6 separate regions of the Mus musculus genome follow, and regions 1, 2, 3, 4 and 6 are each linked to region 5. Evidence: chromatin contacts called from public ChIA-PET, HiChIP or PLAC-seq and promoter capture Hi-C data. All regions are on one chromosome and are shown on one strand. The core of a region is the stretch at or near the end of the contact, and the rest is flanking DNA. Distances in the headings are between cores, read along the strand shown.

Region 1 (4,221 bases), core at 968-3,467, 420 kb before region 5:
AAGCCCACACGGACCCCACAGAGACCAGGCTCTGTTCACCTGCAAGGGGTGGTTCACACTGCCAAGCCTGAGTGCAGGACTCTCATCTGTTAAGTGTAGACTTTGCTCTCCCCTTAGGATTTGTCTTCTCAGCCTCAGGGTTAGAGGCTTCTGAGATTGTCCAAGTGGATTGTCGTTGTCTCAGCACAGGAGACCCCCTTGTCCACTGAAGAGAGACCCCTGTGCAGACCACAGACAGCAGGGCACTGATCGCTGTCTCCACTGCACTTCTCTGTGTCTGCACGTCCAAGGTACATTTGTTTTAGTGACTTAATCACAGTAGGAGAGGAGCTGTCACCGACTATACCACAGAAAAAGGATGATAGTGTGGTAGAAGTTATGTAATTTCTGACCCTCTCCCTCCCTCCCTGACCTTCACTCACACTTAAGAGCTGATGAGGTGAGAGACATGAATGTCACAGCTGTGTGGGACACTGGATCTGATAACTGAGTTGGCCCCAGAGTTCCTCACGCCTGTGCAGTGTGGACACTGGAAGAAAGATGATCCTCATGCCAGAGAGCACACACTGGTGTTTCGAGGTTTCACCCCTGATCAGTGATATTGGGAAAGATTAAGTTTACACAGGTTTTGGTTGTGTGGAGTTTGACCTGACCTCTCCCCCGTTTCCCTGAGAACTTGATGCTCTTAGGTTTCATCCTGACTAGGGAAGCAACTGGCCTTAAGCAGCTCCACAGAAGGATCTGTCTCTGTTACTTTTCTTCTGTTTTATCCTGTTTTTATAAGGCAAGGTGGGTCTCCACAGATGACCATGTTCATCAGGCTGGCCTTGAACTCACAGAGTTCGCCTGTCTGCTGGGATTAATGGCCTGTGTCATCACACTTGGCTTTCGTTACTTTTCTACGACTATAAGACGTTGGGACCCCATCAAGTTGTGAATGTTTTTAATCTGTTCTCTACTTTCAGAGAATGTGAATCCATGACGGCAGAGGAAAGACATGGTACAAGAACAGTGTAAGCTCACACATCTATCTGCATACCAAAGGAGAGACACTGGGAACAGTGGGAGTCGCTCCTCCCCACCCTCCCATCAGTGCTTCATTGGCTTGCTCTCTCATGAGGTCACAGCTCAGTGGGTCAGCCATGTCCCTGCACTCACACTGGTCCTTGCTGTCTTCTGAGAGCACTGTCAGAAAGCACAGGTGTCGATCACACGTTGGCTTGTTCCAGTGGCAGTCGAGAGTTGTAGGCGTAGGACACAGTGTTCAAGGCGTCCTTGTAACGGTCCATGCATATGGTGATGCATTCCTGCTCAGAGTTGTCCAAGGAGCCCCAGGCTTCCTGATGCACTTCCTGAAACGCCTGTCAGTCATCTTGAGCAGCTCCTGCTCATGCGCAATGGCGGTCTGCACGTTCACCTGCTCTATAATGGTCCCTGGTCCAGCTTTCCGCAACCTACGCCATTAAAGTCCAGCCAGACCACAGGCACAGCCAAACGCAGGTGCCTGGAGCCTGGAAATGTTTAAAACCTCAATGCCCAGCCCAGTGACACTTCTCCAACCAAGCCACACCTCCAATCTTTCTCAAGAGTTCCATCTGCTGGATATGAAGGATTCATTCCTATGAGCCCGTGTGGCTGTTCTCATTCAAACCAGCATAGCGTTCACTATGAAATGGAAGAGACCAGCAGGGTTCTGCAGATGTGTCCAGTGCAATCTGACAGAGATACCCTCCAACAGGGGACTCTGCGGAGTTAGGTCTCCCCCTTTGCCTCTGTCCCCTCCTGCTCAGCCCCTCTCTGTCTCTGTCCTCAGGCCTCTCCCCATCAGTGCCCAGCTCCCCTCCCTCCTGAGCTATGCACTGACACTGTCTCTTCCTGGGCCTCTAGTTTCTCTCATGTGCTCAGCAGCAGGCTGTGGATCAGCTGTGTGGTTTTGATGTGAACATTCCAGTGGTGGCTGGAGAGATGGCTCAGAGCTGAGAGCACGTGTTCCTTGTTGGGAGCCGCCCCACATTCGCTGTCACAAGGTGGCGCTGACATCCTGTGTTCTAAGTGGTAAACAAATAATCTGCGCATGTGCCAGGGTACTCCTCCCCCCATGTACTCTGCCTTCCCCGTGACTACAACTCGGCCATGGGCTGCAGCCAATCAGGGAGTGATGCATCCTAGCAAAAATATAGTTCTCCTTAAAGAGGGAGGGGGTTTCCGCCATCTCTCTCTCGCTGGCATCTCTCTGGCTCTGCGCGCCTTGCGCTCTCTCGCTGCCTAAAGATGTAACAATAGGACTCGGCGCTCTGGCGCGCCCTCGCTCTCCCGCGCGCTCTGGCGCTCTGGCCCCATAAAGATGTAAGCAATAAAGCTTTGCCGCAGAAGATTCTGGTTGTTGTGTTCTTCCTGGCCGGGTGTGAGAGAACGCGTTTGTAACAGTTCCTGTTGCAGAGGATCCAGGGTGAGTTCCATCAGCACATGGTGGCTGTCAACCATCTGCAACTTCAGTTCCCAGGGATCGAATGCTAGTGCTAGTGCACATACATATTCACATACAAAAATGATTACATCTCATGACAATAAAATTTTAAAAATATGATTTGAAAAATACTCCTTCTCTTTCTCCTACACATCCAGAGTGTGAGGACAGGAGTGGAGGGCACAGGAATGTTTGGACATCACTGTCCCACCAGCCAATGAAGAGCGCTCTGTAACAGGACAGGAAAAGATGGTTGAAATAGAGTGTATTGAAATGACAATTTGTCAAAAAGCATAAAATTAAAAATACAGATGATATTTCATTTTATGAACCTACCATGCCCAGTGGGTCACAGCCTCATCCCAGGAAGAAGACACAGTGTGTGCTCATCTTTGCACTTGAGCTGATGTGAGTTTTTGATTCCCTATGAACAAGATAAATTCGACTCAGACGTTTGAATGCTAATTTGTAACAGCCCATGACATCCCAACATCCAGAGCATTCCTGCAGAGAAAGGTGTCCCCTTTCCCATCTTCCCTCCCACTGCAGACCCTCCAGAGTCTCACCTGTTGAAGATGAAAGAGAAGCATCGCATTCTTGGGCAACAGCGCCGCCTGGTGGAAGAAACAAAGAGGACAGCGTCTGAACCCACAGAGCTGAGGGTAAAGGGGATCCAGGCTGCTGAGCTGCCCCAGGGCCTCCTTCCTATCTGCACTTCTCCAGGGCTCTCAGGTCTCAGGCCGCCCTGCTCTCATCAAACTACATCCAGAAGAACTTTACGTGCTTTTCCAGCCGTGGGAAGAAAACTCCCTGTAAGAGGGGAGGCAGGAGGCAGAGCCATGGGTGCTAAAAGGAGCTGCAAAGCCCCAGAGAGCAGTTCCAGAACTCGGACAGGGACCATGGTGATGATTCTTTGATGTCAGCTACATGTGGGGTTAACTAAAACCTCAAAATGGAGGGCAGCATCTGTGAGGTGTTTTTGCTTAATTTGAAGTGTGAAAATCAATTTCTGATCCTTTTCTTTGAGGTAGGAAGACACAGGTGTAAACCAGAATATTTGAGCAGGAGCCCCTCCCACTTTTTGCTCTGGGCCATGACTTCTGCTGGAAGCCTACATGAAGACCTGGAAGAAGGAAAGGCTTGCTCTGTGTCTGCTTGCTCTTCTGGTTTCTACAGTTGCTGATTCAGGCATGGTGTTTCCCTACTGAGAGGACTGGACTGTACCTGCTGGTTCCTGTATGGGGTCTGCTGGCCAAGAAGTCTGGACTGAAGCTGTTGATTCGTATTTGGTGTTTGCCATGGGACTGAACTGCTGACAAAGAAAATTGAGCTTGCCCCCCAAAAGCTATTGTTAAACAGGTCCACTTCCCCCATATCTAAATAACTTTTCTCTTCCACTACCTCTTCTGGATTGTGAGCAAAAGGAGAGGCTAAACATTTTGTTATTATTATTTATTATTATTACCATTATTATTATTATTAAAACTATCTTTCTTTCTCCCCCTCTTTCTTTCTTTCTTTCTTTCTTTCTTTCTTTCTTTCTTTCTTTCTCTCTCTCTCTCTTTCTTTCTTTTTTCGAGACAGGGTTCTCTGTATAGCCCTGACTGTCCTGGAACTCACTTTGTAGACCAGCTGGCCTCAAACTCAGACGTCTGCCTGCCTCTGCCTCCCAAGGGCTTGGATTAAAGGCGTGTGCCACCAATGCCTGGCCAGATAGTAGAGAAAGAACGACTGAGAGAAAAAGAGAGAGAGAA
Region 2 (3,726 bases), core at 158-2,657, 310 kb before region 5:
ACTCCAGCTGCACTGTCACTGGAAGAGAGACTTGGTTCAGGGCTGGACCAAGGCTGTGAGTAGGTCCCCTCATTCATGCAGACATCTGCAGAGAGTACACTGTGTCCCCTGGAGTTGCAGTTACAGAATGTCGTGAGCAGCCTCTTGAGGGCGCTGTTTCCCAAACTCTGGTCCTCTGGCAGAGCAGCGTGGGATTTTAAGGCTGAGTATTTCCCAGCCTGCCCACCCACTGCATCTTTTGAGATGGCTCTGCTGCTGACCCTAAAGCCCTAGAGCTCACCTGTTTGGCTAGACTGGCTGGCTAGCCAGTTACACGGATCTCCCTGTCTCTGCCCCGCCACGGCTGAGGGTTTACAGACATGTGCCACCATGCCTGGCTTTTTCGGTGTGTTGGGAATCCAAACTCACGTCCTTGTGCTTGTGTGGCAAGCACTTTACCCACAGAGCCACCTCCGCAGCACCCGGAACGAGTATTTGTTACAAACTTCACTGAGCCAAAGCAACTCGCTGGAGCCAAAGTCGCAGACTTCTCAGACAGCGTCAAGCTTGAAAACCCTTGATTTCAGCCTCTTTGGAAGATGGCTGCCACAAGTTTGATGGAAGTTCTCTTTACCCATTTCTATTTCCTTTCTCTTTTTTGAGACAAAGTTTCTCTATGTAGCCTGGCTGGCCTGGAACTTACTGTGTAAACCAGGCTGCCATTGAACTCATAGAGATTCACCTGCCTCAGCCTCCAGAGTGCTGGCATTAAAGGCGTGGCCTGAATCTCTCTATTTACTGTATTGACTGAGTCCTTCCAGTGCCAGCCATTGGCTGAGTTCACCAATAGGCAAACGCTAGGTGCATGCGGACCCTGGTCAACCTCTGGCCAGCGTGCAAGAGGGTGTCTGGGGACTAGAAGGGACAAATGGAGACCACCAATGTCCTCTGCCCACCCCATGTCACTTGTAGGAACTGCCTGTAGTGTTCCTTCAGGGGGAGCATCTTCAGCCGTTACACAGTCTTCCTTACAGATAAAATAAAATAATGTTTTTGAAAATGATTTACAAATATAAGAGTTTCTATGCTGTGATTTATTATATCCAATGATCTCCCTTTAAAAGTTCTTAGTGTGTTTTGTTTTATATTTTACCCCCCAAAATTTCCAGAGGGACCCACAGGAAAAATCAGGTTCTATCATGGACCAGATGGAGGCTTTGCCCAGCATAGCCATTTGGTGCTCTGTGACTTCTCTGCTCCTTCCTGAAGCCCCTTCTTGAAAGGTGAAGTGACAGATGACCCATGGCCTCCACTCTCCACCTTCTCACCCAGACTCTTTACTTCCTTGCCCAGCAACAAACCCATTATCTCAGAGAACTGCTCTGATTGGCTGCTTACCGCAAGGGTCTTCCCCTAACCTGGACTCTGTTTCTTTTTACCTCGATCTTGCTCCCTTGCTTCCCAAACAGACGTTGTTAGAGCCACTCACCCCAGCAATGGTCCTTTTTGTGGAGCTGGTCCCGGTACTCCTAACCGCAATGAGCTTCCTGAGTCCCCGAGGAGTAAGGGCCATCAAGGGTAAGTGCTGGGGACACCTGGGAGTGGGAGAGTACAGCACAGGGGAAAGTGTCTCTCTCTGTGTCGGGTATATGGCAACTCCCTCCACCTGCAGACAAATCCCTGCCACCTCCATTGTGGGCCTAACCACTGGGCTGAGGCTGGGTCTCTTCTGGGCTTCTTTTACATTCAGAGCCCCCCTCAGCTCTTCCTCTTTTCTGAGATCCGTGCCCTCACCCGCCTCACTGCAGAGCACCCTGGCTCCTGAACCACTTCCTGGCTGCAACAAGCAGTTCTCATCCAGCTTTGTTGCAGTGTTTTGGTTTTCCCCGTTTGTTTTCTGTCACGCTGGGCTCATGACAGTCCCTTACATTCCTCAGAAGTGTAGAGCTCTGAAAGAGTCAGTGGAAATGTAGCCCTGACACCAGGAAACAGCACTTTGTCGAGGGTGAGACCTATTAATCAACACTCCCAGATGGAAGGTGGAATGTAAAGTTTGAATCTTGGGGTGTTTGTTTGTTTGTTTGTTTCTTTATTAAATTGGCTTTTTGAGACAGGGTTTCTCTGTGTAGCCCTGGCTGTCCTGGAACTTACTCTGTAGACCAGGCTGGCCTCAAACTCAGAAATCTGCCTGCCTCTGCCTCTCAAGTGCGCCGTTGCTGCTGCCAGGATTGAACTCCTGACTTTATGTCCTGTGTTATCTTACAATACTTTGGGAACTTCTCTCTCCCTCCATGTGTTAATGAGGCAGAGTTTCATTGAACTAGGCAGCCCACGCTGGTCTTGAACTTCTGATCTTTCTGTCTCTACCCTCTCTGTGCTGGGGTTGTAGGGATGTGCTGTCATGCCTGGCTTGTGGAAAGCGGCCCTTTTCCTCACCCTGGTCTCTGGATCATGGATATTATTACATCATGCTCCTGTCTGTCACTGTCCCTCACCCACTCCTATGCTAGCTTTCTTTCCCAAAAGCTCCCTTCAGTGCTTCCCCTTAACCATTTCCTCCTCGCCCCAAATTTACCATCTTACACACAAGGTCTGACAGGGTGGCTGCCTCTACAGCTACAGCAGATGATGGAGGCCTGGAAACCTGACACCATCTCCTGTGGGCTGTCTCTCCTTTTCCCAGCCTGCTTTGTCAGCTCCACCCATGCATGCAGTGGCCACGCCCCCTCTGCCCTCCCCCTTTCGTGTCTCTGGAACTTTTCAAGGGGCTGCTATGGCTTTGCAGGGCTGTCCTCACCCCACAGCCCAGGATGAGACCAGGCTGAGACTCAGAAGCTGAGACATGCTTCTCTCAGCTCCCATCCTTCCCTCACCCAATACAGCCGACCACATGGGCTCCTATGGACCGGCCTTCTACCAATCTTACGACGCTTCTGGACAGTTCACACACGAATTTGACGGGGAACAAATTTTCTCCGTGGATCTGAAGAACGAGGAGGTCGTGTGGCGTCTGCCTGAGTTTGGAGACTTCGCCCACTCGGACTTTCAGAGTGGGCTGATGAGCATTTCCATGATCAAAGCTCATCTGGACATCTTGGTGGAACGCTCCAACCGAACCAGAGCTGTCAGCGGTACCTGGCCCTCCCTCCACCCCACCTAACTAGGCAGGGAAGGTGATGGACAGAATCCCCAACCCCTCTTCAGAATCCTGCCCTCCCCTCCCCTCCTGCCCCAGGAAGATCCCAGAACGTTTCTGCAGGTGGCCACACGGGAGGAAGTATCCCTTAATCTCGGCTCTAGTAAGACCAAGAGCTGTGAGGGACGGGACTTTGGGATTTAGGTTCTCATTCCTCCTAGTGCCTCCCAGAGTGACCGTTCTCCCCAAGACTCGTGTGGAGCTCGGAAAGCCCAACGTCCTCATCTGCATCGTGGATGATATCTTCCCGCCTGTGATCAATGTCACCTGGCTGCGCAACAGCCAGCCCATCACTAAGGGAGTGGCCCAGACCAGCTTCTACTCTCAGCCTAACCACAGGTTCCGGAAGTTCCACTACCTGACCTTCGTGCCCTCTGCGGAGGATGTGTACGACTGCAAGGTGGAACACTGGGGCCTGGATACACCGCTCCTCCAGCACTGGGGTAGGGAGCACCCTGCCCCAGCCTGTTCACGTCTGTGTCTCCACTACTCCAGATCCCTTCCTGTGTCCTCTGACCCTTGCTTTCTTTCCTTAGAGCCCCAAGTGCTTA
Region 3 (3,756 bases), core at 793-3,292, 470 kb before region 5:
CAAGTCCGGCTCTGACCTATCCAGGCAATGTAAACATGTAGACAACATAAGGACTTCCAAAGCTCAGAGCACAGCCCAGGGGTGGGGTTTGCTTGGATTCTCAGCTGACCCACTGGGTCTTCTGGAAGACTCAGGAGCGAGGACACTCATGACCATGTCTGGCCGGTGGGAAATGACAGCCCCAGCCTGCTCCCACGCCTGTAACTGTGAGAATGTTTCTACATTAACTGGGAGAAACTCACTTCCCTCCCAACACTTCCAATTCCCCACTTCTTTCTTCTCTTGCAGAAGTCACAGTAAAGAAGTTCTCGTCTGTGGAAGCCACCCTCATCTCTGGCCCAGATGACTCCAGTAGCCCCTGCCCCAGAACAACAGCCTTCTTCTCTTCTTCTCCCTCCATTGAATAGCTCGGATTTTTTTTTTTAAGGTTTTTTTGTTTGTTTCAATCTTTCTTGTTTTGTTCTTGTTTTTAGACAAGGTCTCTCTATGTAGCCTTGGCTGGCTGTCCTGAACCCTCACCAAGCCAACCAGGCTGGCCTCGAAGTCCCAGAGATCCACCTGTCCCTCTGCCTCGGAGTGACAAACGGCACTGGACACCATGCCTAGAGGTCTTTTTTTTTTTTGGTTTTTGGAGACAGGATTTCTCTGTATAGTCCCGGCTGTCCTGGAACTCACTCTGTAGACCAGGCTGGCCTCGAACTCAGAAATCCGCCTGCCTCTGCCTCCCAGGTGCTGGGATTAAAGGCGTGCGCCACCACCGCTGGACTCGAACTAAACTTTTAAGATGAGAAAAAAGCGAGACTTAGCGCCACACTCATTTGATGCCCACAGTCGGGAGGCAGAGGCAGTGGATCTCTGACATTTCCATGCCAGCCTGATCTACAAATAGGGAGTTTCAGGTCAGTCGGGGTTACTTGGCGGGGCTTTGTTGAGAGAACTAAATATAAGAACACACATGCGTAGAGTCCCAGGGTTGAGAAGAACCAGTGTATGCGCCAGAGAGGCGGGTTCATAACCTGTGGCTCACAACCCCCTTTAAGTCCATCGGAAATACCAGACATTAGGATTCACAACAGTAGTAAAGGCAGTTACGAAGTAGCAAAGAAAATAATTTTACAACTTGAACTGCGTTAATGTTAAGAAGGTTGAGAACCACTGGCCAGGGGATTAGGACGAAAGGTCTTCATAGCATCTTAAGATTCTAGAGACCTCAGGGACAGCCCACAGCAGTAGTCTAGAGACGGAAAGGTCCATGTGTCTCCCTCGCGGACTAAAGCCTACCTCTCCAGCTCTCCATTCCTACCACAGCTTTTCTTTTGCCTGGTCCACCTTTACCATCTCCGGGCCTGGTGGGTCTCGGCCCTTTACGAATGTCCCCGTGTGGTTCGTCCTCTCCTGTTCGCCGGTCCTCGTGAGCTAATAAAGTCTTTCCGAGTTTCCATGCGGGCCTCTCATTCTCCCGTTTCCAAGCACAGCCAACCTCGGTCACCTCCCGGTCCTCGTCTCGCACCCGGGAGACGACATAGCCACCGTGGGAACCGCGCGCGCTCGGGCGCACGGTGAGAGCCGGACGCCCGGAGCGACGGACCCGAGTGGAACCGGAAGCGCCGCACTAGCCGGCTTCCGCCCCCTCCCCGCGAGTGGGCGGGCATAAGGGCGGCACAGAAAACCCGGCGCGGATTCGCTCCGTTGCACTCGTGCCGGGGCGGCAGTGTCATTCTCGAGCTGCAGTAACGGGGTCGCGCCACTGCTAGGGCACTTTCCTCGGCAGTTGCAGCGCCGCTCTGGTTAGAAAAAGTGACTTAAAATTCCGTGTTTGCCTTCCTGTGGAGGCTTGAGACAGGACCCTGGTCTCCAGCGTGTCTGCTGCGAGACGCGGGCTTCAGAGCCACCGAGTGGGGCTGCAAGGGACAGCGGAGTAGTGCACCTGCAGCCTGCGTCCCAGCCCCTGGCGTCCAGCACTCCCCTAGTCGCTCTCCCTGGCTCCTGTCCTCACTTCCTTCCCTTTTTGGCTCCTGCTGTCGGGCGGACGCGGGGAGGGGGGAAGCGGAAAGGGCGGGAGGGCCCGGGAGCCCGGCGGGGTGCAGGAGGGGGGCATCGCGGAAAAGCCGGGGAGGGGACTCGGTAGAGGGCCAGAGACCGACAAGAACAGAGGCCCGGGACCCGCGCGCAGCCCTCGCCCTTCCCGAGCAGGTCAGAGCCGGAGCACCGGGTGACCCTGCCCATTCCGCACTAGTTAGCCCCCAAGTCCCAAGCAAGCACCGAGGGCTTGGGTTTCCCCACTCCCGTATCTCCCTCCCCCAGCCTTCCTCAGGGACTCCCACCTAGGTCCCTTCTTGTCCGTCTCCCCCACGCCCGTCTGACTCCACCCAATCCCACCCGTCTCTCCCCAGGCGCCCCCATGGCCCGACCCCGCTGATTGCTTCTCTCGGCCATGCTCCCGCGGCCCCTGCGGCTGCTTTTGGACACGACCCCCCCCGGGGGAGTCGTGCTGAGCAGCTTCCGGAGCCGGGACCCCGAAGAGGGTGGGGACCCAGGTGGCCGGGCCGTGGGCGGGGGGCAGGAGGAAGAGGATGAGGAAGAAGAAGAGGTGAGACGCGGGTGGCGGGAGGCAGGGCATTAAATATTTCTGAGACTCTCCTCCTTTCGGTGTCTCTGGGTCCCTCGGTCTCTTCCTCCCCGCCTCACTCGCATCCCGCCCGCCACACTCTCTCTGGATATCTGTCCCCTGGCTGCGGGTCCTGGTGTCTATGAAGTTCGCCCTGTCTGTCTGCTCGGAACCTGCCCGTAGGAACCTGCCGGAACCAGAATGGCTGGCTGGCAGACGGGCTGACTGTGCCTGCGGGGCTCAGGCCCTCTTTGCCCATACCTGCTTAGACGGGTGCCACTGGGCAGTTGTATCTTGGTCCCTGTCTCCCTCCTCGTTTTTTGTTTGGCTGGGAGGGGTTTGTTTCCACAGTAACCAGCTCCTCAGACTCTAGGATTGGGGAGGGAACCCTCAGATTTCGCCGCCTCTTCCCCCACCCCCTGGTGCTCAATAGAGGGCAGCAAGCCAAGAGGTTCCGGCACCTGGAGAGATGATCCCGGGATAGGTAGAGCGTGGTCATCTTCGTCCAAAGAGACTGATAGGATGTAGTCCGCAGCAAGATTTAGGGATTCAGGAGGGTCCAGAAGTTAGATTCGGAGCCCGAGGATCCAGACTCCTGGGCCCCGACATTGGTAAAGTTAGGGTGACTAGCAAGGCTGGTTTTTCGGGATCGGTCGGGGGAGGGGCTAGGGCCACATGACTCTGAGTCTACCGCCCCCCCCCCCCATCATCCTTACTTCCCCTTCTTGTAACTGGGATTGGAGCCGCCACCTTCAGGGGGTCCCCAGTGCTGAGATTAAGTGGAAGCTGTATTGGGGACCTGGGGAAAAGGAGTCTCTGCGGAAGGACTAAATTTGGGCTCCTCTGGTTCTGTCAGGGAGGGCGGGCCTTGTGAAGTTTCAGCTTCTCTCTGCTTCAGGTCTCTCTTCCTTTGGCTTTGTGCCTCTTCGGGCGCGCTCTGCTCCTGACTTTGCGCCCTGCTTTTCTGCGTTGGGCTCAGCTGTGGGACAAGGGGGGTTGGAGGTGGCCAGAAGAGGGGTTCCTGCATTCAGTTGAAACCCTCACTGCAACCTCTTCCATCCCACCGAGCTCTGAGGTGGCCGGGGGGGCTGTCTGAGCCCCAGGGTGGGGTAGACCTGGGGTCACCAGTACCCTCTACCCCTCGCACT
Region 4 (3,715 bases), core at 589-3,088, 370 kb before region 5:
TAGCTTGTTTGAGAACAGACACTTCCCTCAAATCCCAACGTCAGCTGCACGGTCGCCACCTGGCAGCTCGAATGCAGACTATCAGGCCCGTACTCCAGACAAGACCCATGGGTAACAAGGTCTCTGGTTCTCCACACCTGTGCATGGCCTGCATCCGGAGCCCTTCCTCGATACTGGAGCTCAGCGCCTGCTGGTTGTGCAGGCGGCTGAGGCGGATGAGCACCCGGTCCTGATGGGCCTCGTATTCCTCCCGGCTAGGGTAGATTTTGGAGATCAGGGCGTCGAAGTTGGGGTCCGGCCGTAGGGACCGCTTGGATACCAGCTTTTTCCGGCAGGTAGGGCACTCCTTGTTCCTGGGTGTGGGAGGAAGGGAGCTCTGTAGGGCCAACTCCCATCATGGATGCCCAGGCTGACCCGCCTGGCCCCATGGCAAACATGTCCCTCCTGTTACCCGCTCCGCAGGGCGGTGACGATGCAGTCCGAGCAGAACCTATGCAGGCACTCCTTGGTGGTCATTGTGTTCTTCAGCATGTCCAGGCAGATGGGACACATGAGCTCAGAATGCAGTGACCGAGGCGAAACCGCAATCTCTGTACCATCCATGATGGCTTCCTGGGTCATCAGAAGGTGGCAGTGGGTTGGGGGAAGGGGACTTTAGAGGCAAGCTTTGAGAAAGGTAAGAACCTGGACAGCCATGCTGACCAAACTGATGGGAATTCTGGGATGGAGGAGACCAATGACTTGGAGATTACCAGAACAGAAGGGATGAGGGCCCATTTACAAGGAGTTTTGAAACAGAAAGGCCAGGGTTTGTTGAGAGGACTAGGGCTGGGAATGGCACAGATCTATGGGTTGGAGGATATTTATGCTACAAGACTTCTTCATTTTTTGTTTGCTGTTTTCAAGACAGGGTCTCCATATGCATGTATTCCTGGCAGGCCTCTAAGCAGGCTGACCTCAAACTTAAGAGATCCACCTGTCCTGGCTTCAGGAGTGCTGGGGTTAAAGGCCTTCGCCATCACATCCGGCCTCAACAGGCTTTCTTAAAACTCTAAAGAGCAAGACTACCTAGACTAGAAGTTCAGGGTGTCTGTCAAACAGATTCCGATGTCGTCCCAGCGCACGTGAGTCAGAAAACTGGAGAGGGAATTATATTTAAGCTCGCAGGATGAATATATATATGTGTACATTGACATGTGGCTGTTGAGATGGGACAGGGCCGGGACGGTAAGTTCTGTTTACCGTGCTTCAATTAAAACGGTGATATCTGCTGTACCTCGCTGCCATGGCCACTTTGAGGGGTTAAATCGGATCAAATGAGGTAGGTGTTTTAGTGCTTTGAGAAGATAAAAGGTGATTCAAAGACAGAGTCGGGCCAAGAGTAGTGTGGCAGGGAGGGAGAGGGCTGGTGGGAGGGGGTAAGCTGGGGCTGGAAGATCCCTGTCACCTGCGGGGTCCGGTGCAGCTCATAGAGACTCAGTTCCCACGTTTTGCTGGCATTCTGTGCATTCGCCGGCGTCGTCATGGTGACGGGGCACAGACCCTCCCCCTCCAAGCGGGGCTCCGCTGAGAGAGGTCTGCGGAAGGGGGTGGGGGGAGACGCTGTCGGGGCCGCCCCTCTGCAGACCCCGCCCCCTGACCCTGGGCGTGCGCCCCGCGGCCCCTCACCCAGCTCCGGCCTTCGCGCTGCCCTGCTGCGGGCCTCTCCCCAGGAACCCCGGGGCTCCGCTGCCCTGGTCCGCTCGGTCCGCAGCTGCCACTCACGCCGCAACCCTTGCTGCCACCGCCACCGCCGCCATGGCCTGGGCGCCGAGGCTCGACGTCACTTCCGCCCTCCCTGTATCCCACCCCGCGACGGAGACGTCACCGCCCTCGCGCGCCACGCGCGCCGTGGAACCGGGTTCCCCCTCCCCCGCCGGGCGCGCGGTGAGCCGGCCCGGTGGGTGCTGGTGCATGTGGAGAGCCCGAGGGCGGAGGATCCCCTCCGTGGCGCTGATCCCCAACTTCTCTCAAGCCGGGCCTGAGAACCCCGGAAAGCCGGCCGCAGCTGCACCTCTGCTGCTGGGTGCGCGCCCTGAGATCCTAGGGCTGCGGCGGGGTCCCGGGTGTCCGGGGACCGTCCCGCGCTCCGCCCGGCCTCTCCCCCTCGAGGTTTGGGGGCGGCGGCTCGGGACGTCCAGACGCAACTCTCGGCCGGAGCCAGAGACTCGAGAATTGCGTTTGGACAATCAGGAGCCGCGGCCCGGGACGGGGAGAGAAGCGCATCGGAGGCACCGGGGATAGAGACGCCGCGCGGAAGCGGGGACACCAGATGGGGCGGGCCCCTGGGGGGAGTCGGGGAGCACACGAGTGAATGTCTGGCGTGGGAAAGTAGGCAAAGCCACTCCGGGACTCGGAGTGAAGGAAGCGGACGAGAAGGAGAGAGAAGGAGAAGGAGCAGGGCCATACCGGTTGAGAGCCGGTTCAGAGTCGGGAATAAGGGGCACAGAGGAAGAGACCGTGATGGGTATTCGTCCCCCCCGCCAGCCTGTGCAGCGGCTGCCAGGGGGTGTCCTATCTCTGGGACAAGTTAGCAGTGGGTCCCCTCGCCCCCCAACCCAGTTACCCCCTACTTCCCTGTTCTCTCCTTCAGTCCGTGGCCAGTCCTTATGTGGGCACCAGAGTCGATTAGCAAGGACCCCCTCCCCTTCCTCCTCCTCCCAGCCCCCTCCTTCTGCTCTCCTCCAGCCCCTTTCATCGGCTAGTCCATTCCCCTAATCCTGGCCCCCTCCCCTAATCCCCCCCATCCGACCCCAGGCCGGCTGCAGCTATTGTAAGGTGGAGAGAAGGGAGGGGAAAAGAGAAAGGAGGGGTGGGGGAGGGCCACCTGTTCCAAGACCCCCTTCCAAGGCCAGACTGGACACCAGGATGGGGCCAAGAACAAATCACCCTTGGGGTCCATAAGGAACTCGGGGAATGGGGGTGGGTGACTGGTGCTGCAGAACCAATGAGAGGGGGTGGGGGCAGAATCCCCTCCCTCTGAAAAGACCCAGAGTGTCACGCATACACAGTGACATACACTCTTTCCTCTCACACCCGGCGGCGGGGGTTGCCCTGGGAGACCAGGCAGTGAAAGGGAACAATCCCTGGAAAGGGGAGAGAGGGGGAGGTGGGGAAGGGTCTGAGGGCTTGGACACAAGAAGAACCGGAGGTGGCAGGGAAGAGGATTTGGAATTTATTAGGGTCACAAGCACCCCTGCCTTCCATATTCAGCATGCCTGAGCCACACACTGCCATCTCTTTTGTAGCCTGGGAACTTAGCGTCCTCATCAGCAGGAGGGCCAGGCAGTGGTGGGGGAGTGAGCAGAGTCCGGCTTCCATCAGGCAGTTACATGAAAAGACCTCCTGAGAGGGGCAGAGGCATTGGGACAGGTGCATGGGTGGGGATGTAGGCACCCACTTCTGTCCCTGGTCTAAAGAAGGGATGTCTGCTCTGCAGGCTGCAGGAGCCCCTCACTTTCTCATTACAACCTGGGTTCTGTTTTCCTGTCCTCCTCCCCATGAAGGCCTCATACCACTGACTTCCACGGAGGCCCCTGTGATGTATCCACTGTCTTCAGATGCCAAGAATGCAACCACATCTGCCACATCTGTGGGGATGGTGGGGGAAGGGCAGTCTTACTTCCTTAGATACAGATTGACTATCCCCTCTACCTTACACCCCCCCCCCAAAATC
Region 5 (4,254 bases), core at 159-2,658:
CCAAGGACAAGGGGAAACACTAGCCACCACCCAGCAGAGGTTCCACACGGGAACAGGCTGCGCAAGCACTGGGGCCAGGGAGAGAGAACGAGGAGGCCCTGGGTTCAGACACACAGGTGGCTAAGCAGCAGCTGCACAGCCTGCAGAGGGCGCACATGGATCTCCCTGCTATCCCTTGACTCTATGACACCTTCACAGAAATCTTCTGATTAGACCAATATTTTACTTAACTTTATTTTTTTTTACTAAAACAAAATATACAAAATAGAATAGAAATACACATATGAAGTTCTATTTTTATACAAAGACCTCTTTGCCTGGCATAGCTCAACCCATAAAACCCCTGTGTGAGAAGTTAATTTAATATCATGATTTATCAGTCCCCCTGGGGCCCTAATGGAAGATGACACAAGGCTAGAGATGTTACTGGAGGAAACTTGAAAAACAATGGCTGATACACAGGGACCTCTCACACAGCTCTTAGAGCACAAACATCCAGGCTTCTGTTTGGGGACATAGTTTGGATTTCATGTGAGGTCTGTGCATGCTCACAGAAAACATCCATAGTAACAAGGGACTTGGCCTGGACAGTGAGGAAGTTAGCTCCTTCCTCCCTCCGTACCCAGCAGCTCAGAACCTGAGGTGTGCACTTACACTGGGGGTCCCTGACCAAAGCCACAGAAGGGCTCAGCATCATCAGCATCACGATCACAGCGGCCAAACAGGGGCCTCTGGGGAGCCACAGTCACATCCCGCTGCAGGAGAGATAGTGGTCTCACACCTTGGCAACTATCTCCTCACTCCATCTATGCCCCAGGCCATAAGAAGCAGGAGATTCACAGCCTTGCTGCTGGATTGGATAAGGTCAGTATTAAGGACCAATCAGCGTCAGATATGAACTGCATCATCAGTTGCTAGTTAGAAATTCAATGTGAGGGACCTCTTTGAAACCAGCAATTTCTTTTTTATTTACTATTTTAGTGCTGGATCCAGTTGCAGCTGAAACATTTCAACCAGGCTGCGGAGTTGGGCCAGCTCTGTGATGGTCAGTCATTCACTCAGCAGTTTGAGGACTGGGGGTGGGGGTGGGGGGGTGGGGGGGTGGTACTCACTTTTCCTACATAAAGCTGTTAGGACAACTGTTGTATTTGAAGCTGTGCGAGAGCAAAGGAGGTGAAGGAAGACGACTGTGTAGCCAGGCACCTTTAGCCTGGCGCTTACTGCACTTCAGCTTAATAGTGTAGATGTCAAAAGTGATTTACGTGCACCCACTTCAGGAGACTCATATCCTAGAGCTGGAGAAGGCTGTGGCGCTGTGGACGCCTCCAGGAGCAGCCATCCCTGGTAACTGATGACGTAGCTAAGCTCAGCCTCTTGATTGGACCAGGGAATCCGCACTCCTTCAGTTAGGGGGATTCTAACAAGCCCGAAGGAAAGAGAAGGTTAGTCATGGTGTAGTCCTGCCACAGGCGGCGTGTCCAGCTCACTCCCCGCCCCCGTACAGTCCCTGAGCAGCGCGGCAGCCCCACAAAAGCTGCCGCGCCACAAAAGCGCTCAAAGCGGCGGCAGGTTTGTCCTTGCCGCCGCAGGCCACAGCCGACGCCACGATGAAGCGTCCCACAGGAGCTGTCCAAAATGGCGGCTCCTGTTAAAACGGCCTCACCGCGGCCGCTCAGCTTGCAGTGGCGGATCCCCTGTCCCGCCTCAGCCTACAGCCTTAGTGAAATACCGCCGCTGGAACTGTCCACCATGGCAGCAGCGCCTCCTCTCCAGTCTCCCCTAGCCTCCCCACAGAGATGGTGCCTCAGCAAACCCTGGCGAAGGCCGGCTGCAGTCAGGAAGGACTTCCTACCCTAACCCATGGGTCTGACTGATGCAGGGAAAGGGGGGGGGGGAGGGGGGATGAAAAAAAAAAGCCACCAATCCCTGAGCTTCCCACAAAACAAACAAACAAACAAACAAACAAAAAACCACCAATCCCTAAGCAGGAAAACCCACCAATTCCTGCGCTCTCCCAAGTTCAAGACTTAAAATCCCACCAATCCTCACTCTGGAAATCTCTGCCCCGAAAAACACTGCCCCCTCAGAAATCCTATATAAGCACTGCCCTTTCGTCCAGTTCCCTGCTGTCCTCTCCCAGGAGCAGAAGGCAGCCATCCCTGGTTTTGTTCCTCCACACCCATATGCCTTCCACTCGCCTCAAAAGAAGCCAAGAAGAAAAGAAACAATGAAGAGAAAAAGTGAAGAGAAGGAGTGGAGCTGAGGCTCCTGAGCTCCTCAGCTCAGCTGGGGAGACCCTCCCCTGGGAGCTGCAATGCCTCTGCTGAGGAGGCTTCCTTGCAGAGCTGTGTGGTTCCTGTGGTCTCCTGTCTCAGGATGCCCTTCTGCTGGGATATCATTTCCAGTAGAGCTGTAAGGTTCTTGGGCTTCCAAGATACCCTCCCATCCGAACAGAAACACATTTTAGTGCTGTGACTTGGATAGGCTCTCCTGGTGCCTGTGCTCCCCCTAGTTCTGGGGTCTGAGCCGCACTAGGACCCTATCCCCTATCTCCAGTTGGCTTGCAGCAGTCTCACCTTCCGGCTCACTGCTTACTTGACACCCCATCCACCAGTGACAATTAGGTAAGCTTCCCCTTCTGGTGGGTGTAAATGCTTCCCTGAGTCCGAGGATGTGACTGTTGGGTGTCTAGCACCCCGTTAGTACTCTTGGAGGTGGAGGTACCTCCAGCTGTGGTCTTTAAAGCTACAACTAGCACTCTTCACCTGCCCCCCATTCTCCCACCATTGGAGCTGCTATTCTACAGTTCCTTTAGGTCTCCTGGGCCATGGTGCCCCTACCTGCCCTTGCTCACCTTCCCTTCAGAGCTGCCTATCCCACAGCTCCTCTAGGCCCTGGTGGTTTTCAGTGCAGTTTTTGAGGGCTACTACAACCCTTCCTGTCCTGACTCTATCCCACCACCCTCAGAGCTGCAACCCTGCACCTTCTTTAGGTCCTACTGGGCCATCGAAACCCTTCCTGCCCCATTTTACCACTCTCACTTAAGCTAATTATAAATTCCACAACTTCTCTAGGTCCTTGTGACTTTTGCAACTCCATTCCCAAAATTTTCCTATGGATAAGACCCTCTATGAGAGCTTGGTTCTTGTTCTCACCTTTTGGCTTCTACAAAAGTCCTGATACCAGGCACCAAGACTCTTTGGCTTAGCCAGTCTAAGATGACCCCACTGAGTTGTAGTGATGACCCACTGACCCACTGAATGGCTTGGTCCTCAATTTGTTCTCCCTGAGTCAGGGGATGCCCATGACTACAGGCTGCAGGGACATTCCATTTCCCCTTTCTCATCTATGGGAATGGTATATTTCCTACGCTCTCATTGCTTTGGGATGTCTTTTAGAAACCACCAACCTGTATACCTGAAACCCAACCTGAAGGACCCTAAATTTATTCGCCTCTCCATTCAAAATTGGCCTCAATATTCCTTAGAGAATCAATATAAATGGCCACCTAATGGCATCCTTAATCCAATATTAATTGAGATGTTTACTGATACTACAAGCAATCAGGGATATGGAAAGAGATTCCCCATTCCCTATTTCTCTTTTCTCCAAACCTTGTTTGTCTCTTCCCAACCCTAAGTGTAAATGTGCTGTTCTCTAAGTTAAGGTTGATGACTCTGTAAGTTTGTTGCAAAATGGAAGTCAGAAGCCCAACCTACCAGGAATGGAATAAAGCAAAGGAGGTAGGACAGCTGCAGTAGGCTCACTTCTAAGCACACACTCCTGGCTGGCTGGTGAATCTCTCAGCTCCCTCCTACAGTGTGCTCCATCTATAGTCGGGCTCACAATTCCCCTACCTCCAAGTCTTCTTACTGGCTTCTGTTTTACAGGAATCCAGGTGTCTTTAGGTATAAGTGGCATTAGAATGTTGTATGGTGTCCCACTTCAATTAAAATCCGGCTCTGGAGTTGGATATGGCTCTCCCTCCTCTAGACCCAAGCATGCTTGTCTAAAGGTTTCCTTCAAAATCTCTGTCCTATATCAGGTGAGTCACCTGACTATGGAACAGAGAAAGAAGAGGGAAAATAAAGGGACAGAGTAATCACAGACCACTGCTGCTCATCTCTACTCTTTAGGTTTTGGTTTAATTCTCTACACTTGCTAAGGTATATGATTAAAATACTATAAAGTCTCTAACAAGGGGGTTAGCTTGAAACTTGTGACAACTGGGAGACAGTTAAATCTATACATAGG
Region 6 (4,253 bases), core at 1,243-3,742, 450 kb after region 5:
CTTACCTGGCCAGAAAGGGTACTGTGTTGGATTGCCCCATAGCGACTGGGAGGCTGGCCCTGGAGGCCGGCGAAGGGACAAGGAGGTTGTAGCTGACAGATTTGTGTTCTCCAGCAGGACCTGAGACAAGAGGTTGGATAACCAGTGAGACCAAGCCTGCTTCTGACCCTTCCTCCCAATTCCATTTCTTGGGGCCTCTGACCTCTCACCTCCTTATAGCCCAGTATATGGCCTGTGGTTGGGTGTCTCTGGGCCTGAAGGTCAGATGGGACTGGAGTCTCCACGGCAGCCAGGAGTGACCAGGGATCCGTCTTCCTCTGCCATTTTCTGGAGAGAAGGAAAGGAATTTTGGAGTCGGCTTTCTCCCTATCCCAGCTTCCTTCCATTGGTCCATCTCTCCAATCTGGGAGGCTGCAGACTTCTCACCGAGCTGAGTGCTCTACACCGTGTAGAGGAAGCCAGGCTGGAGACGACAGAAACAGCTGCTCTGCTTCCTGGCACAGATCTGGGGCGCATGGAGGGAGGCCATGGGGGAGCTGGGACAAGGGCGAGATAGGAAGTATTAAGTTGGGGGCTGGAGAGGTGGCTCAGCAGTTGAGAGCACTGACTGCTCTTCCAGAGGTCCTGAGTTCAATTCCCAGCAACCACATGGTGGCTCACAACCATCTGTAATGAGATCCGATGCCCTCTTCTGGTGTGTCTGAAGACAGCTACAGTTTACTCGTATATAAAATAAATAAATAAATTGAAGAAAAAAAAAAAGAAGAAACCTTAAGTTGGTTAATAAAGGATAGCGTGTAGACAAAAGAGGCGATGGAACTTGTGTTCAGATCCAATGGTAGATGTCCCAGGATACCAACTAAGGTAAATCACTGATTTCAGACACACAGAGGCCAGACACAGCAATCTGCATTCTTATTTTGAGAGAGGCTCTCATGAAACCCATGTTTGCATCCAACTTGATGTGTGTGTGTGTGTGTGTACACATATCCCTCCCCCTCTCAAGTGAGGGGGTGACAAGCATGAGCTACCAACACCTGACTATCATGCAGAGCCAGGGATCAAAACCAGGGCTTTGTGTATGCTGAGCAAGCGCTATACCAAGTGAGCTATGTGCTCAACTGAGAATTCGCATTTTAGAATTCTTATTATTTGTAGTAGTATGTGTTAGTATGTATAGGTCTGTGTGTAATGGGTGGACATGGGTACACGCATGCACACATGGCAGTCAGAAGACCACATTGTGGAGCTGGCTCTCTCGCTGCCTTTACGTGTGTCTCATCAGACTTGCATGGGCAAGCGCTTTAATAGGCTAAGCCAGTGATTCTCAACCTTCTCAAATGCTGCCACCTTTTAATGCACCGGTTCTCCTGTTGTGCTGACCACAACCGAAAAATAATTGTGTTGCTACTTATTAACTGTAATTCTGTTACTGTTATGAATCTTAATGTAAATGTCTGGTGTGCAGGATATCTGATATGTGATGTGACCCCTGTCAAAGGGTCATTCCACCCTCAAATGGGTAGTGAATCAAAGGTGGAGAATCTCTGGGCTAATAAGTCATTCTGCCAGTCTTAAATTTTCTGCTTCTTTTCTTTCTGTTTTGGGGATGAGATCTCACTACATAGCCCTGGCTGGCCTAGAACTTGGTATGTAGATCAAACTGGCCTCCAATTCAAGAGATCTGCCTGCCTCCACCTCCCAAGTGCTGGGAATAAGGGTGTGAGCCACGCCAGGCTTCAGTTTAAAAGAGCCAAGTGCTCTGAGCTATGCAGAGAGAAGGAACCTCCTAGGAGGAAAGATACAGGTGAAGGGGCAGCTCTGAGAGCTCGCGTCTCCAGCACTCCCCGCTCCGACCTACTGGAGTTCCAGTAGAGTGGGATCTGTCCAGCATGAGCCGGAGGCCAAGATGACAGTGTCAAGCTACATCCTCCTGTGAGCAGGGTGGAATTTCTTTTAGGCTCATAGGTCAAAGGTGAGGGTCAAAAGTCACTCACAGTGCTCTCTGGAGGCCCTGGCACGTTCAGCAGCTCCCAACGGCCAGTGCACCCCACTTCCAGAGCTCGAAGGGGTAAGTTCAGGGGATCTAGGGGAGGCAGAACTACAAGGGAAAGGTCACAGGTTAAAAGCCACAAGTCATTCCTGTCTACTAACTAGTCCTTTCCGCGGACCCCCCTCCCTCCCCTCCCCTCCTCTCCTCTCCTCTCCCGTCCACTCTCCTCCCCTCCCCCTCACCGAGTCGCTCCGTCTCCATCATCCTGGAGCCGCGGCAGCTCCCGAGCAGCCCGGAAACTCAGAGTAACCACGGAGCCGGCCCCGCCCCGAGAAGGGCGGAAGTTGAAATTACTTCCGACACGCCCCCTCCTCCACCACTCCCCGCCGGGAGCGTGGGCGAGAGCGGCGCCGAAGCCTGACTCGGAGCCGGGCAAGGCCGGGCGGAAGTCACTGCGACTCGCCGCCTTGGTTACCGCGTGTCCCGCCCCTTTACGTCATCGCCGCGAGCCAGCGCGCAGTAGCCCGCGCGGCGGCGCCGGAGACCGCGGGCCCGGGCGCCGCCCCCTCAGGTGAGGGCTTCGTCTCACATCTTTCGCGCCTTCCCCGCGCGGCCCCTGGTTCTTCTTCCTCCTCCTCTGGTTGCCCAGATAGCGCTACGCGGGCCCGGCCGCCTTCTCTGCCCATCGGACCCCGAGGTTGGCTGACCTAACCCCATTGGGCATGGGGGTCGGGAGCCATCGCCTTGGCGTCGCAGGGAGTGCTTTCCCTTCTCCGGGCTGAGGTACCCCAAGGCTCTAGTGTCTGGACCTTGGACATAGGCGGGAATGCCGGTTGATTACCATAAACAGGAGGCTGGACAAGCAGCCTCGGAGGAACGAGGGGTTAGGGAAAGGCCAGAGGCTGGAGTAGGCGGGCCTGGAGGTTGGGGTGCATACAGGATGGACGCAAGTTGGACGACGTGTGAATTTTGAATGGTGACAGTAGAGAATGATGTCTTGGGTTCTGCCCTTGAACCAGGAGCCAACATGTTGGTGATACCTCCGGGGCTGAGTGAAGAGGAAGAGGCACTGCAGAAGAAGTTCAACAAACTCAAGAAGAAGGTAGGAGTTAGTTAAGCGTGGTGGCCCGGCTTCTCCAGACTCTGGGGACACCTGGGCTGACTGTAAGGCCATGGGAGTCCTCCTGCCTCCTACCGGAAGGGGACCTCTCAGTGGAGCTTTGGCAGCATCGTCCAGTCTTATTTGAACCCTCCCTCTTCTCTGGTCATCCCCAATGGAATTATCATCGTCCCTGTGGCTTCAGTACCACCCAGAGCCTTGTGAACCATCAAATGCCCAAGTAAATGTGCTCCTCCTGTCTGCTCTACCTCCCTCCCTTCGCTTTTAGATAACCAACTGCATTTAATAGGCCTTAAAATCTCTCATCTCTGACACACCACTCCACCTCAGACAGGGTCTCACACTTAGCCCAGGCTGGATTGAAAATATGTGGCTTTGGGTAGCCTGGAATGGCTCTGCCTCACCTCTGGCTTCTGTACTATTTACACAGCAAAACATTTGTCAAGTCTGTCGATGGTTTCTAAGTTCCTCTTCCACTTTGTCCCCTACCACTACCCCTGGCAAGGATCTCAGTATGTGGCCGGGTTGGGTGGGTTGTTTTGTTTTGTTTTGTTTTGTTTTTTCAACTCCTGGGCTCCTGGTATCTTCCTCCCTAAGCTTCTCTCAGGAAGTGGAACTCTAGGTGCACAACACCGTCCTCAGCACTCTCCTTACTAGTGAAACCTCTGAGTAATTTCTCATTGACAGGGTCTGGCTTTGCTGTTTTGAAGGCACACCTGATCCATTGAAAACACTTCCGAGGTTTCACATCATGTATAGAATTGAAATATCAGCTCACCATACCTGTCAAAAGAGAGAATTATTTTCTCTTAAAACCTGCCTTCCAAAACCTCCTCTGCATTTTTGCAACCCCAATTTCTTTGTCTAAAGTATCTTTTCTGTCTGTGTTGGGTAATTCTGTGAGGTCTCAGTTTACTAGCTGCTTATGCATCAGAAAGTGTTGCTTATACTCAGCCCTGAGTGATTAGTGCCCTTGATTATTCTTGGCTGTCAGTCTAGCCATTGTTTCCTGGGTTCTGAATTCCTTAAGGGTGGGAACTATGTGTTTTGATTCTGCATGGCCTCATTAAATGTGCAGAAGATGGGAGATGGGTGGATAAAATCCCCAAGGATTCAGGTCTTATTTGCAGCTTATATGGT

Evidence for each region. Promoter capture Hi-C pulls out the DNA fragments that hold promoters and counts their contacts. ChIA-PET counts read pairs in DNA pulled down with a chosen protein or histone mark. HiChIP or PLAC-seq counts read pairs in DNA pulled down with a chosen protein or histone mark. Capture Hi-C pulls out chosen DNA fragments and counts their contacts.
Region 1: a contact with region 5 is called in an RNA polymerase II ChIA-PET map of memory CD8 T cells, with 20 read pairs. The contact joins the promoter of AA388235 here to the promoter of BC051142 in region 5. A contact is called at or near these places in 1 of 39 promoter capture datasets (pre-B cells), 1 of 15 datasets of contacts at CTCF or cohesin (large pre-B cells), 2 of 484 Hi-C or Micro-C datasets (large pre-B cells and pro-B cells) and 3 of 115 datasets of contacts at active chromatin or transcription factors (bone marrow-derived macrophages, large pre-B cells and memory CD8 T cells).
Region 2: a promoter capture Hi-C map of embryonic stem cells shows a contact between it and region 5, with 2.5 times the contacts expected there. The contact joins the promoter of H2-Oa here to the promoter of BC051142 in region 5. A contact is called at or near these places in 7 of 39 promoter capture datasets (embryonic stem cells, hematopoietic stem and progenitor cells, liver and 2 more), 4 of 484 Hi-C or Micro-C datasets (B cells and embryonic fibroblasts), 5 of 115 datasets of contacts at active chromatin or transcription factors (the 230-238 cell line, forebrain, large pre-B cells and 2 more) and 1 of 9 other capture datasets (liver).
Region 3: a contact with region 5 is called in a promoter capture Hi-C map of pancreatic islet. The contact joins the promoter of Rgl2 here to the promoter of BC051142 in region 5. A contact is called at or near these places in 1 of 39 promoter capture datasets (pre-B cells) and 1 of 9 other capture datasets (pancreatic islet).
Region 4: a contact with region 5 is called in an H3K4me3 HiChIP or PLAC-seq map of pro-B cells, with 7 times the contacts expected there. The contact joins the promoter of Ring1 here to the promoter of BC051142 in region 5. A contact is called at or near these places in 2 of 39 promoter capture datasets (hippocampal neurons and pre-B cells), 1 of 15 datasets of contacts at CTCF or cohesin (large pre-B cells), 9 of 115 datasets of contacts at active chromatin or transcription factors (bone marrow-derived dendritic cells, bone marrow-derived macrophages, embryonic stem cells and 3 more) and 4 of 9 other capture datasets (embryonic stem cells, liver, macrophages and 1 more).
Region 6: a promoter capture Hi-C map of cranial neural crest shows a contact between it and region 5. The contact joins the promoter of Nelfe here to the promoter of BC051142 in region 5. A contact is called at or near these places in 5 of 39 promoter capture datasets (cranial neural crest, embryonic stem cells, hematopoietic stem and progenitor cells and 2 more), 1 of 115 datasets of contacts at active chromatin or transcription factors (bone marrow-derived macrophages) and 1 of 9 other capture datasets (macrophages).

What each region holds. Positions count from the first base shown.
Region 1 is chr17:33,979,275-33,983,495 of GRCm38.p6, forward strand. It overlaps AA388235 (expressed sequence AA388235), which reads left to right and starts at 2,218. Exons shown (of 1, transcript NR_033305.1): 1 at 2,218-4,221.
Region 2 is chr17:34,090,972-34,094,697 of GRCm38.p6, forward strand. It overlaps H2-Oa (histocompatibility 2, O region alpha locus), which reads left to right and starts at 1,408. Exons shown (of 5, transcript NM_008206.2): 1 at 1,408-1,557; 2 at 2,862-3,110; 3 at 3,337-3,618; 4 at 3,712-3,726. The coding sequence starts at 1,476. It overlaps BC051537 (cDNA sequence BC051537), which reads right to left. Exons shown (of 5, transcript NR_046183.1): 3 at 1,469-1,574.
Region 3 is chr17:33,927,852-33,931,607 of GRCm38.p6, forward strand. Rgl2 (ral guanine nucleotide dissociation stimulator-like 2) reads left to right here and starts at 2,043. Exons shown (of 18, transcript NM_009059.2): 1 at 2,043-2,193; 2 at 2,394-2,590. The coding sequence starts at 2,435. It overlaps Tapbp (TAP binding protein), which reads left to right. Exons shown (of 8, transcript NM_009318.2): 8 at 289-1,439. The coding sequence ends at 300.
Region 4 is chr17:34,022,842-34,026,556 of GRCm38.p6, forward strand. Ring1 (ring finger protein 1) reads right to left here and starts at 1,839. Exons shown (of 7, transcript NM_009066.3): 1 at 1,669-1,839; 2 at 1,448-1,577; 3 at 452-612; 4 at 138-353. The coding sequence starts at 1,525. It overlaps Mir219a-1 (microRNA 219a-1), which reads right to left and starts at 2,251; the gene lies at 2,142-2,251. Mir219c (microRNA 219c) reads left to right here and starts at 2,171; the gene lies at 2,171-2,230. It overlaps H2-Ke6 (H2-K region expressed gene 6), which reads right to left. Exons shown (of 9, transcript NM_013543.2): 8 at 3,555-3,629; 9 at 3,192-3,384. The coding sequence ends at 3,368.
Region 5 is chr17:34,397,412-34,401,665 of GRCm38.p6, forward strand. It overlaps BC051142 (cDNA sequence BC051142), which reads left to right and starts at 1,409. Exons shown (of 20, transcript NM_001001177.2): 1 at 1,409-1,442.
Region 6 is chr17:34,847,899-34,852,151 of GRCm38.p6, forward strand. It overlaps Nelfe (negative elongation factor complex member E, Rdbp), which reads left to right and starts at 2,493. Exons shown (of 11, transcript NM_001045863.1): 1 at 2,493-2,690; 2 at 3,013-3,095. The coding sequence starts at 3,021. It overlaps Skiv2l (superkiller viralicidic activity 2-like (S. cerevisiae)), which reads right to left and starts at 2,306. Exons shown (of 28, transcript NM_021337.2): 1 at 2,236-2,306; 2 at 1,998-2,101; 3 at 427-536; 4 at 210-327; 5 at 6-120. The coding sequence starts at 2,257.